Linked DNA regions of Mus musculus: all the other regions are linked to region 1. Evidence: chromatin contacts called from public Hi-C and promoter capture Hi-C data. All regions are on one chromosome and are shown on one strand. Each heading gives the region's core, a stretch centred on a gene start, on an enhancer-like site or on the middle of the called end of the contact. The rest is flanking DNA. Distances are from core to core; before and after follow the strand shown.

Evidence for each region. Promoter capture Hi-C pulls out the DNA fragments that hold promoters and counts their contacts. A called contact is a pair of places that touch in the nucleus more often than the background predicts.
Region 2: a contact with region 1 is called in a promoter capture Hi-C map of embryonic stem cells, with 4 times the contacts expected there. The contact joins the promoter of Grb10 here to the promoter of Zpbp in region 1. A contact is called at or near these places in 14 of 39 promoter capture datasets (the C10 cell line, cranial neural crest, embryonic stem cells and 8 more), 4 of 484 Hi-C or Micro-C datasets (embryonic stem cells, nephron progenitors and rod photoreceptor), 4 of 115 datasets of contacts at active chromatin or transcription factors (astrocytes, embryonic stem cells, large pre-B cells and 1 more) and 4 of 9 other capture datasets (adipose tissue, embryonic stem cells, liver and 1 more).
Region 3: a contact with region 1 is called in a Hi-C map of muscle stem cells, with 4 times the contacts expected there. The contact joins the enhancer-like site here to the promoter of Zpbp in region 1. A contact is called at or near these places in 5 of 39 promoter capture datasets (embryonic stem cells, frontonasal cranial neural crest, hippocampal neurons and 2 more), 1 of 484 Hi-C or Micro-C datasets (muscle stem cells) and 1 of 9 other capture datasets (adipose tissue).

Annotation. Positions count from the first base shown.
Region 1 is chr11:11,461,165-11,465,240 of GRCm38.p6, forward strand. Zpbp (zona pellucida binding protein) reads right to left here and starts at 1,255. Exons shown (of 8, transcript NM_015785.2): 1 at 900-1,255. The coding sequence starts at 1,200. It overlaps Spata48 (spermatogenesis associated 48), which reads left to right and starts at 2,580. Exons shown (of 9, transcript NM_001347068.1): 1 at 2,580-3,662. The coding sequence starts at 3,092.
Region 2 is chr11:12,035,147-12,039,432 of GRCm38.p6, forward strand. It overlaps Grb10 (growth factor receptor bound protein 10), which reads right to left and starts at 2,274. Exons shown (of 17, transcript NM_010345.4): 1 at 2,046-2,274.
Region 3 is chr11:12,230,005-12,233,960 of GRCm38.p6, forward strand. No RefSeq gene overlaps it. Among named protein-coding and RNA genes, the nearest start is that of Gm12002, 83 kb to the right of the region's middle. Within about 2 kb of position 1,562, at least 97 of the 459 cell types and tissues checked have an H3K27ac peak or open chromatin away from gene starts, as enhancers often do. A contact at or near this core is called in muscle stem cells, where this site is marked.

The DNA.
Region 1 (4,076 bases), core at 5-2,504:
CTGCTTTCTGACATTGCCTGGGACCACCTGCCCAGGGATGACACCACCTCCCAGAGGACCGGCCCCTCCCACATCAAAAGCAATTAAGAAAAATACCCCCACAGACCGCTCATACGTCAATCTGATAGTCAAATCTTCAATTGAGGTTTCCTATTCCCTGGTAACTACAGATTGTGTCAAGTTAAAAAAAAAATAAAAAACTAGTAAGCATGCCCCATTTCTTTCCTTTAACCACAGTATCCCTTTCTTCACACTTCTTCTACATCTGTATCCTTGGTTACTTTATAGTTCTCTTATTTGAATAAACTTTAACTCTGACAAATGTACCTTTAGTACATTTAGGATCTATGGGACACAGATTATTGCTAGTAAGTCTACAATTTCAACATAAAGAGAGGGAGAGGGAGAGAGACCAAACCTTGCTAGCTAAAAAGCCAATCTAGTAAGCGCTCATTTCTTTCTCCGATATATATTTTTGAAACTAGGATACGTGTTTCCAACTACACCCTGCATTTTACATCCAGAACCAACAGAGGGCGCTGCACTATCAAGGATGGTCTAAAAGCTCACTAGGTTCACAGCACAAATTCAGTACTATACAGAGCTACATAGACTCGCTCTGAAACACACGGCTGGCAATGACCCACGAACTGAAGTTTTATTAAGGCACTTTTAAAGTTCGGATAATCTCTTGGAGCAGGGCCTCCTTCACGAGCCCACAGAGGTCTTTTCTATGCAAATGTAGTTTTCAAGATTCCTACACAAAACTAGGCTCACTGGGGCTGTCCCTGCCAGAGAGGGTGTCCTTGTGTAGTCGGAGTCACGTGACACGGGGCCAACGCAATTCTCGTGAGGAGCCGCGGCAGCCAGAGCTCCCGCCATGCGGCGCCGAGCCTCACCTGCAGGGGGCGCCCGCAGCAAGGCGCAGAGCAGGACGGCGGCCAGCGACAGCGGCGAGAGCACGGAGCCCGAGGCCCCGGCCCGCCGCCGGCCCCGCGGAGCCCGGCCCGGGGCCAAGGCCTCCATCCACACGCCGCCGACGGCCGAGCCTCGGCGCAGAAGGTCGTTACCTGGCGCGCGCCCACCCGCCGCCGGAAGTTGGCAGACGGCAGGCCGGAAGGACGGACCGACGGACGCGCCACTTCCGCTCGGGTGATGTGCGGGAGGTGTGCTAGCTTGGGACCCAGCTTGGGTACACATGGGAGGCAAGAGGTCGATCCCCTAGGGGCTCCCTTGACTTCGAGGCCCCGCACCACTAAGGAAACCCTCCAGAACCTGGCTGGTCTGAGATTCCAAAGCGAGAAGAATCTTGTGTCGCAAAGTTCTAACCTTTGCCTTCCCGTGGTGTCTGTGTGCAGAGGAGAAGCCCCTCTTATTACCTTAGCAGTGGATTGAGTTTCAGCCTTTAGGTGCCTAATGGCAGCAGATCCTGAGAACGGATGACTTAATGAATGTACACCTCTCATAAACTTCCTGGCTATAGTAATGCCAATGCATGAAGTTCCTGACTGTTGTAATGCGAACGATTGTGCATTATCAGTGTGTGGGACTTAATAGAAAATGCATGCAGTGAACACCTAGGAGAAATTAAAGGTATTGCCTTAAAAAGTGGCATGATGGGAAAATGGAGGAAATAGACCTTAGATGACATTGACTTTCATGCAGTACTCGGCTTGGAAGATCATCCTCAACTTGGATTCAGGAAAACATAAAGAACCAGCTCACGGACCGTTTAGAATGAGAATGTATTTAAATTGAAAGAATCATACATCTTTTCTGCCTTTGGAAGGATTTAATGATAGTCCAACTAGGATAAAAATAAATTTTATACAAATATATAGAAACACTAGAAGCAGGCTGTTAAATGTTTTCACTTTTAATATGAAGAGATGGGTAATACGGAGTGGAGTAAAAACTTACTGACCTTCGTGTTTTGGATAAACTGTCCAGGACCTTATGCTGAAAACTTACCCATTTATTTCAACGTTATTGCTTGTTTTGTTGTATATTGCAAATTTTCAGTCATCATCATAGGTGGTCGTGGCTACATTCTGCTTATCCTTACTATCATACAATTGATCTGATTTAAATATTCTATACCTGACTCTTGTAGAAGCTTACCTTCTTTATTTAAGGAGGTGTGAGCTATTACCCTTCGGATTGTAATAATTAAACTTAGTTGCAATTTTCATGCAAAACCAAATTGTCTAGTTAAAAAACAGCTCTTAAGTGGACTGCTATGCTTATCGTTTAAAATAGATCGTTTTTTATGCTGCCATTTACTGAAATAACATAAATACCTCATTGTTTTCGTTCTAAGAATTGTGGTAACTTAAAGAAACTGCAGATAATTTAAGGCATTTAAGAATGGACTTTTACATTGGCTATGATTTATGAATTATTTTTCTTAAAAATCAGTATACTATATCTTCCTTGTTAGCGTATTTAAATTAAACATATACCAATGTTTATAATTTATTCCAACCCGAAAAGTTATTTCTAGTTTGTGTGTGTTTGTGTGTGTGTGTTTGTGTGTGTGTAGGAGAGAGAGAGAGAGAGAGAGAGAGTATATATGAAAGAGAGAGACTGTATATGTATTCACTACATCAACTTCAGTATATTCTTTCAGTTACTATCTTGCCCACAAAATATGAACATGTTAAATTTTTACATATACATGTGTGTGTGTGCATGTGTGTGTGTATTGGTTTCCTGAGCATTGGAGAAAAAGGTATAATGGAAATATTACTAGGACTTTTTTCTGTGGTTTGCCTAAAGAATTCCATTATGATGTACATAATAAGTAGTTCCGTGAGCTATGGTTCTACCTGTTGCCAAGCAGCAAAGGCTCTTTTTGTGTTTTTTTATTATTATTATTATGTCCTATTTCTATACTGGCCTATCTCCCTTTCAGCAGAAAAAAATTACCTTAAGACTTTTTAAATGACTAACATTTAGAAAATTGAATTAATTTTATGGTGGATTAATCCTAATCTTCCATTACTGGAAATATGGGTTTTTAATAGTTAAATGGTAAAAAAAAAAAAAAAAAAAAAAAACAAAGGAATTTAATTCATAATCCTCAAAACTGATGAGACAGTACATGGATATGGAGGTCAAGACCATGCCTGGGAAGATCAGTATCCCTAGAAGGTTCATCTTCTCAGAAGGAAAGGCTATTGAGCATCCAGATTACCCGCACTACAGTAACCTCTTACAGAAAATGAACATGCCCTCTGTGAAAGGACTTGAAGACAGACATAACTGTGTCAGATTTGAAAAGAAATGCAACCCTACATTTTTAAAATTTCATCCTTATCCACCTTCAGTCTTGCCGGACTATCATCTTCACTACCCCTATCCCCCACCATATGGGAGGGCATATCCATTAGCACCATTGCGTGACGATGTGCCCTTGGGTGACCCCTGCTCAGGATTTATGAGTCCTGGTGGAGATGCTAATTTAAAGCCTAATATAGGCAGAGCCATACCAAACCTGGTGAGTTTCCATGATGTGAAACCTCAAAATCGAGTTCCTAGACCAGACAAAGGATTTCAAACAACAATAAAAAGGCAAACAATACTTGCAGAAGAACTAAAACAGGATAGGAGATGGAATTCCAGGAAAGTGCCAGACATTTCCATCAAGGCAAAGCTTGGAGGTAAGTAAAGCAACATAGTTTTTATATGTTCTTCAAGTGACGCAAAGGAGAATGAGCTTGAGATTTTTTTAAATTTTAGCAGTTAAATTGACATAAAATGACTGAACAAATTATTTTCAATTGGATTTTAAGAAGGTCTTACAAGTGATACAATGTATAAATCTGCTTGTAAAACACAAATGATTTTTTTTAATTTAAGTTTAATTGGTCAACAGCAAATATATTAACAATTAATTTATTTTAATTATACAGATAACTTATTTTACAAAAGAGGGTCCATGTGTCAGGGTAAATTGTATAAAAGCTTCCTTCATTGTTTCTCTCCCTTGTAATCAATCTGCTGGTTAAAAAGTTAGATTACATGGACTGAAATTAAATGGAAAAGATTAAAGTAAATTGGATAAGAACAGGAAC
Region 2 (4,286 bases), core at 1,024-3,523, 580 kb after region 1:
CACACAACATTTTAATTTAATTATAATGAACAAAGTTACCATATCAAACTCATGATTTCATGAACATTGAAGTTTCTTCTCCAAATAAATGAGTATGTAAGTATAAAAAAGAAGAAGAAAAAACCCAGTGATAATTGCTTGGTCTACGTGGCATTAATCTTGGAGGGCTGGGAGCGACTGGTCTAAGAAACCAGGCCCCGTCCTCCATTTGCTCTGCTGTGTGTCAGGCAGGGTGTCCCTCCTCCACACCATTTCTTCTAGAAGTGGACGTGCTTTTGCAGACGTGTAAAGCTCGGGAGGTCTCCCCCGAGCTTTGTCCTTTGTTAGCTGGTACGGCCCAGGGCATACCAGTTAACATCCTGAGCCTTGGTTTCCAGACCTGTGAAATGGGGACCGTGGGGACCACAAAGTGGATAAAAAGCAACAGGGCTTTTGAAAGTGCCTTGTAAACTGCGAAATGCTACCTAAGGATCAGTGGCTACACTTCTCAGTTACGGCAATGCCTGCTGGGCTGCAACTCCGTCTGTCCTCAAATTCCCTCCCTGTAATGTGGCGACTGGCCCGTGCCAGTCTTTCAAAGGTTCCCAGTAAAACTCAAAAAAAGTATGTTCACTAATCTTAAAGTTTTGATTTTTTTTTTAAGATCAAAATTTGGTAGGCAAGACTCATTCCTGGGAGCACATTTGACCGCAGCACTCTTGGTGAAATACTCTCAGACTCCTTCATCCTTTGCCTTACACAATTCCCTCAGCTGCAGAAATCCAGAACTCGAGGTCCACTTCTGTAAAATAGGAACCTCACTAAAATATTAGCCTTAGTGTGTGCCCGCAGGGGTGCGGGGGGTGGGGGGGGGAATTTTAATGACTGGAGTTCTGGTAAAGCAGGGCGAAACGTTAAATTGAGCACCATTTCTGAAACTCAGGGGCTCCAAATGGCTGAATCAGCATTTTCTGAAACAAAGTCTTCTGGGCCTGGCCTTTTAAACAGCCGCAAAGGGAAAGTTGTGCAATAACACATATTTACTCACTAATGCTACTTGTTTTGGACTTATTCTTTGCATCTCTTGAATGAAACAGTTACAAAAAAAGAGTTTTTCAAAAACATCCTAAAGGACTAGAGCCTTGTAAAAATCACCTGTGGCTCTCCTACTTTTCGGTCAAAGCAAATGAAAAGAAGTTCGCGGGGTTTCTTCCAACGCCAAGAAAAGACAAATACATTTTTTTTTCCAAAGTGAAGAATACCCTAATTTCCATAACGCACATGCCGCAGGCCCTCGCCAGGCAGGCGTTTGGAGAGGCAATCAGCAAAGGCAGAGAGTTGCATCAGAAATTTCCTTCTGCAAACGGTACCGCTCTTATCACGTTTCCACCGCTGGCGGGCTGCTAGTTCGTGAGCCCTCAAACTTGGTGTTAGGCCCCAGCGACGGGTAGCGGGGCCACTAACAGACCCGAAGAAAGAAAGGGGTGGGGGTTGGGGAGTGTGTGTGGGGGGGTACGGAACCTCGGGCCGCGGTCCGGGCCGCGCTCGCTTGGGACTTGGGAGTGTCTGGCACCGCTGCCCGGTCCGCCTGGCGCGCGCGCCGAGGCCCGGGGCGCAGCGGGAGCACCCGCTTCTCCGGTGACCCCCGGGCGCCCACCCTCCTCCAGGGCGGTGGCCCCTGAAAGCGCGGCCGTGACCGCAGCCCCCGCCCGAGCCCCCCGAGCCGTCGCCGTCGGACAAGACGGCTCAAGAATGTGCCGCTCGGGGCCCCGCGCCTCCCCCCGTGGGCTGGAGCGCAGGGGAGAGCGTTGCGGGGCGCCGCAGCCGCGCGCCCGCCGCCCCGTCCCGCCATCCCGTGCCGCCCCGCCGGGGGCCCGGGGCGCCGCAGCCCCCCAGACCCCCCAAGGCGACGCCCTTCCGCCCGCCGCGCCTCGCGGGGCCCCGCGTCCCGATCGCGGGCGGCCCCGAGCGCAGACAATGACGGCGCGGGGAGCCGCCCGGCCGCCGGGCCCCGCGAGGCGCGGACCACAAAAGTAACTTGCCGCGGCTCCCCGCCCAACTCCTACCTGACGTGCAGCTCCTCGTCGCCTCCGCGTGGCCGCTGGCCACACGTTGCACGAGTCACAACGGAGAAAAACCGAAGGCAAAGCCGGACACTGGACGGTCCCAGTCGCCGTGCGTGAGACGGTGCGCGGAAACTTCGTGCTCCCGTGGGTCTCGGAACGCGAATCCCGCCCGCCACTGGTCGCAGCGCCCTTCCCTTCCTGCCGCCTCCCCGCACCCCACCCCCTCGATGGGCTTTAAACTCTCCGGGCCCCGCCCGCCCTCCCCGCCTCCGCCGCCGCCTCCGCCTCCTCCTCCCCCGGCCGCTTTTCCTGCTCCTCCTCCCGCCGCCGCCCGGACCGCTCGGCGGCCGCCAGCGCGGGAGGAGCCGCGGCCTGGGCGCAGGGCGTGGCGCGGGGGGCGCGGGCTCGCGGGGTTGGCGTGGCACGATGCTCTCCCGCCCGGGCGGGAGCGCGCCCACCATGCTTGCAGCGCGCGGGACCCCCGGCGCCACGCCACCGCCCCGGTGCGCGGCCGCGCCGGCGGAAGACCGACCGGACCTGTCCCGAGGGCCATTCGGAAGGGAATTGTTCGAAACTCAGAAAGTACTCCCCAACCGCACAGTTCAAACTCTTCCTGGGCTGCGGCCGCCCGACACCGTCGTGGGCAGCCCCGGGCCCGGACAAGGAAACTCGGGCTTGCTCACGGCGGGTCGGGTCCGAGCCTCACCTTTCTCAGCCTCAGTTTCGCCAGCTGCGTGTGAGTAGCCGAAGGAGGGAAGCCTGAGAGGCCCTTCATTGTTTTCTTGAGGCAGCCGAGCAAGCCTCGTGTCCTTTACCTCTGAAGTGGGGCCCTCGTGAAAGTAAAGCCCAGACGGGCCGTGCCCGGTTTCTAAAGTGACCCACGAAAAGGCAACGGGCTAATTTGATCGGCCCCTTCGAAATAATTCTTAATGTTGTGTCGCTTTTCTAGTACAGATAGGCTACCAATAATTACACCTTTTTCTTGAGTTTCGGCTTTGTAAAAGCAGCCCTGACCGTAAATCACCGTAGTTGAGAAGACACGTGGTGTGAAACATTTGTGAATTCTCCTTCTTCTCCCTCACTCAGGCCTCTGAGGTTTGTTCCTAGAACAACTGTAGAAAGTAGAGAGACTGAGCCTAAAAAGTAACTTCTTAAAAGTAACTTCTAGAAAGTCGAGAAGCTGGGAGTGGGCTCACAGCAAGGCAAAGATTTGAAAGCTGTGCTGTGTGCATTGTCCGACGCTCTTTTTGAGCACGGCTCGGTACCTCTTGCTTTTAACAGTGGTTTTTCCGACCTCAGATTGATGTAATCAATGAAAAGTTTTTCCTTTCCTATAACTGAACACTCACTCTTATTTCTGGCCGTTGGTCCAAGACTCAGAAACCTACAAGGTGAAAATCCAGAGAAAAGGATGTGAATAAGTCTTAGATTCCCGGGGAAAGGAACACAAGAAGTCTTTTGTAGACAAAGGACTCAAAAGCGAACCGAAGCAGAGAAAACTGGGCTAACTTTTCCCAAGTTGATTGGCTTCAAACTTTACAGTTTTCCTGCAGGGTCTCACCAACGATCCATACTGCACCGGACACAAAGCCTGTCGGGTCAGGGAACTTTTACAGAGGTTTGAAAGTTTCTACATACTTTCGCAATACTTTTCCCCCCTGAATCGATTTGTTGGTAAGTTCCAAACAGTGTGGACCCTTCAGCCCTCTACATATTGATGTTGCCTTTCCAAACATGGAGATGTTTTCTTATATAACAACCACATACCTTTCAAATCCACAGATTTATATTGGTACAAAACGTGTATTTAATCTAGGTTTAAACTTTTTTTCCCCCTCAGTTTATCTGATAATTTAGAGCATTGCTTTTTCTTACAAGACCAGTCCAGTGATCTAGGTGGAAAGTTTAATCTGTGTTTCTCAGGCATTACTACTAACTAGAATGGTATGGAGATAAATGTCAAGTATTTTCTTGATGTCAAAGCCCTGGACAGGCCTTCACCCCCAAATTTCCTGGATCCCTGTAGACCCATATAGCAGCGTTCTGAACAAAGGTTTTTGCCTTATTCTTGCTGTAGCCTTAGGGTTACAGTTAGCTCCAGTGTCGAGGGAGGCCCTGGCCAGTTCTGTGAGCAGATTACACTACTTCCATCTCATATCCAGACTCCCAGCGCCCCCTGCCCACACATTCCCCAGCAGAGGTATTACAGACTCACACATTGTAAGGGTAGCAGTGTATAAA
Region 3 (3,956 bases), core at 312-2,811, 770 kb after region 1:
GCAGAGTCAGTATCTCCATAGCCAGAAGCCCCTTGTAGGGAGGCCCAGGCCTGGTGGGGCCTAGAAAGCCTCCTCTCAAGTCATGCTTCACCCCTTTCCTTGGGCACTCTTCAGGTCTCAATTTCAGATGCTCAGGAATGTTCGTTTGTACTAGGGTCTGTATCGTACCTGTCTTTCCTAGTTCTCAGGCAAGGTATGCAAGAAGTGATGTCCTTATTGCTCAGATGCATCAAAAAAATGCAGAGACCAGATCATCCCAGGGCCTAGCAGTCCTGATGGATGATGCTTGGATACGAGGAGGTTTTAGTGAGGGACCAAGGTCCCCAGGAGATTTCTTTTTTTTTTTTTCTTTCCATTTTTTATTAGGTATTTAGCTCATTTACATTTCCAATGCTATACCAAAAGTCCCCCATACCCACCCACCCCCACTCCCCTACCCGCCCACTCCCCCTTTTTGGCCCTGGCGTTCCCCTGTTCTGGGGCATATAAAGTTTGTGTGTCCAATGGGCCTCTCTTTCCAGTGATGGCCGACTAGGCCATCTTTTGATACATATGCAGCTAGAGTCAAGAGCTCCGGGGTACTGGTTAGTTCATAATGTTGATCCACCTATAGGGTTGCAGATCCCTTTAGCTCCTTGGGTACTTTCTCTAGCTCCTCCATTGGGAGCCCTGTGATCCATCCATTAGCTGACTGTGGGCATCCACTTCTGTGTTTGCTAGGCCCCGGCATAGTCTCACAAGAGACAGCTACATCTGGGTCCTTTCGATAAAATCTTGCTAGTGTATGCAATGGTGTCAGCGTTTGGATGCTGATTATGGGGTGGATCCCTGCCCCAGGAGATTTCTGGTTCAGGGATCCTGAATCTGCCTACCCTTCTCAGACCAGCTATAATTCAGGCTGAAATATGCACTGCTCAGGCACAGCCTTGGTTCTAACCAATGAGAAACAGTTTTTTCCTCCTGGGACTAGAGTACTTCCTGGGGTATAATGGACAAGAGGAGAGTCAGATTTGGGCCTTAGAGTAAGCTCAAGTGTCATTTTATGTCCCTGAGCCTCCACTGGTAGAAGGAGGGAACTGATGAGACCAAGACTTGGCTATTTGATAGATTCAGGAAGCCCCTGTGGACTCCACATGGCTGAATCATGGCAATGCTTAAGCGGCCCCTAGTTACTTGTCCTACTAAGTTACTTACTCCTGATTGTATAACGAAGGAGAAAAGAGCAAAGCAAATGAAGGCAGAGGAGAATGGTGGGCTCTGGCAGCTGACCCCTTAGCTCCTGTGTGGTCAAAGATGTCATAGGGCCTTGGTAGCTCCTCAGATCCACCTGACAGAAGGCGGCTTAAAAAGCCCACTGTTGCTATCACTCAGAAAATGTTGCTGCTTTGTCCAATATCCATGATGTCACTCAGGAAGATCTGGAATGGTAAATGTCGTGGTGCCATCGGAGGAGGACTTCAGCTCTCTGAAATAGAATCATGACTTAAGGGCATACTGCAATCTGCTTTCCAGGCTGAGCCTTTCTTACTCATGTGTGACTCACCCCTGACTCCCAGTGGCTTCAGCATTCACACAGCCTTAGTCTGAGTGGCTCCTAGCCATCTTGTTCTAAGCCCCACCTCAGCCAACTCCTTATCCCCGGTGCCAGTGGCTCTCTGCCCAACCTGGGGCTTGGCCAGCTGTACCCTTGAGTTGGAAACCTTCCAAAGAGCCCATTCTTCGTCCCTTCCCTGGCCACTGCCATCCCTGCAGCCTGGAGTCTCTCCAAGGACTCTGAGCTGCCTTGCAGGAACACTGCAGTCTCCCTCTCTTGGGCATTTGCCCACGAGCCATTGGCCAAGCAAGTCTTCAGGAGTTTTGTACTTAGAATTTGCTGCCAGTCTCGTTGGGGCAGACTCTGCCCATGGCATCAGTCCTGTGTTCTCAGGCTTGACGCTCCCACATGAATGAGGCCCAGAGAGTTCCGGGTCACAAACACCAATAGACTCCATTGAGAAATGAGCATGGTAACAAGAAGCACCACATTCCACAGAGGACTAAGTGGCTATAAGTGGCTTTTCTTGGGAGGTGGCTGGGTTTTGGAGGATCAATAGATGTTCTAATAAAGCACAGTAGAATGAACCCACATGGTATTTTCAGAGAAATGAAAGCTGCTCAAGCTTTCGAGTGCACAGAAGCAGAGGAGCAGCAGCCAATCTGAAAGGCTACAGCTCAGTGGAGGGGGCACTAGCCAGACCTACGCCAAGGCCAGCTCAACTCCAGTCAGAGTCAGGGTATGAAGGTGGTGACAGGGCCCACACTGTTGCTTTCAAAGACCTGGTGAGGCTGGGTTCGGAGACAAGGTGGAGAGCAATGAGTGGTCCTATCCTTGATTGACAGCCCACTTCCTCCTGTCTCATGAATCTCAAGCCTCCGCAACCGGAGGAAGGGTCTCAGATGCAAGCCCCAAAATCACAGTGCATTGCTTTCTTCAGAGGAGTATGCCAGGCAGTGTGAGGCAAGCTGCTGCCACCTGCACTCACTCGGCGCACACCCCAGTTGGGCTCATGGCCAAACCACTCATGAGCAGGTGCCAGCATAGTTAATCGCTTCTTGATCTTTCCGCTTTGAACACATTTGTATTTCTAGTGGAACACAGGAGTGGGTGGCAGCACTTAGCCCTAGGAATGTCTTTGCAATGGAACAGAGCCCTGGTGCAGAACCTCAAATCTGAAAATCTGAGTCTCCCGCAGACAGAACCCTGAGCAGCCCAGGCTCCCCTAGCCCTCTGGCTATCCCCTGCTCCTTTCACCTGGAAAAAAGCCTCTCTCTTGATGCTCACTTGAGGGGCTTCTACCCTGACCACCCACGAAGAAGAACCTCCAATCTTTGGCCCACATCTTTTCTCCCCCAGGATACTTGTTACACTCTTGATTGGCATTTCCATGTGGCTACTTGCCAGCAGGCTTACTGGAAGGGAGAGACACTAATTTGTAATTGTCTCCAGCACCCATCGGGGATTCCGACTTTGAGAAGCTCTTCTAGTGTTAGATGGGAAGAAGGAGAGATGGAAGAGGAAAGGAAGACACCAAGGAAGGAAAGAAGGGAAGGAGGGATGATGGTTGGAAGAAGGAATGAGGGACAGGGGAAGATAGAAAGGAGAAAGGGAAGAGGAAAGGAGAGAAAAATAGAAAGGAGGATACGAGTGTACCAAGTGCTTCTGCACTCCTGGGCTCAGGGGTAGATTCTGAGGACAGAGCCTTGAGAGGAGACAGAGCACAGCAGTGATTTGGGATGCTTGCTTTCTCCACAACTCTTCATCCCTCCCTGCCCCAAGAGCATCTGTCATGCTAGCCTTCAGCTTCCTTGGGTCTTCAGAATCTCCTGTCCTTAGTCCTCTGGACCTTTCCTTCTACCTGGTGGCTGAACTAATCCCCTCTTCCGTGACAGCGGAATTCTGCTATAACAAAAAAAAAAAAAAAAAAAAAAAAGAATTACCAGGAAAAGTGTGCCACTCTGATGGAGTATTAGAGGAAATGCTGGGACCAGTTGGTACCTGAATCCCATGTGACCATATTTGTGGCCTGCAGGGCTATCCATGAAAGATTACTCTCAGTTAGCCCTGAGGGTCTCAGTTTGCACAGATGATGGCTTCTGGTCCTAGAAAATGTTCCAGGCCCTTCAGGAACAAGGTAGGATGCTTTGAGCAGAGGAGAGATGTCCCCTGAACTTTTTTGGATGCCTTGAGCACTTAATCCCCTACTGAAGAAGGTGACACCATGGTAGAGTCTAAAACCATGCTCAGACCAATTTGTGCTACTGTGCATTAGAGTGACTGCTCCTCTGCTCAGAATGGAGAGATGTGGCTGTTCCCAGGCATAGCTTGGGACAGCAACCAAGTACCTTCATCCCTTTCTGATCCACGTACATGGGATAAAACAGGACAATGGAGCCATTGATCCTACAAATTTATGAGG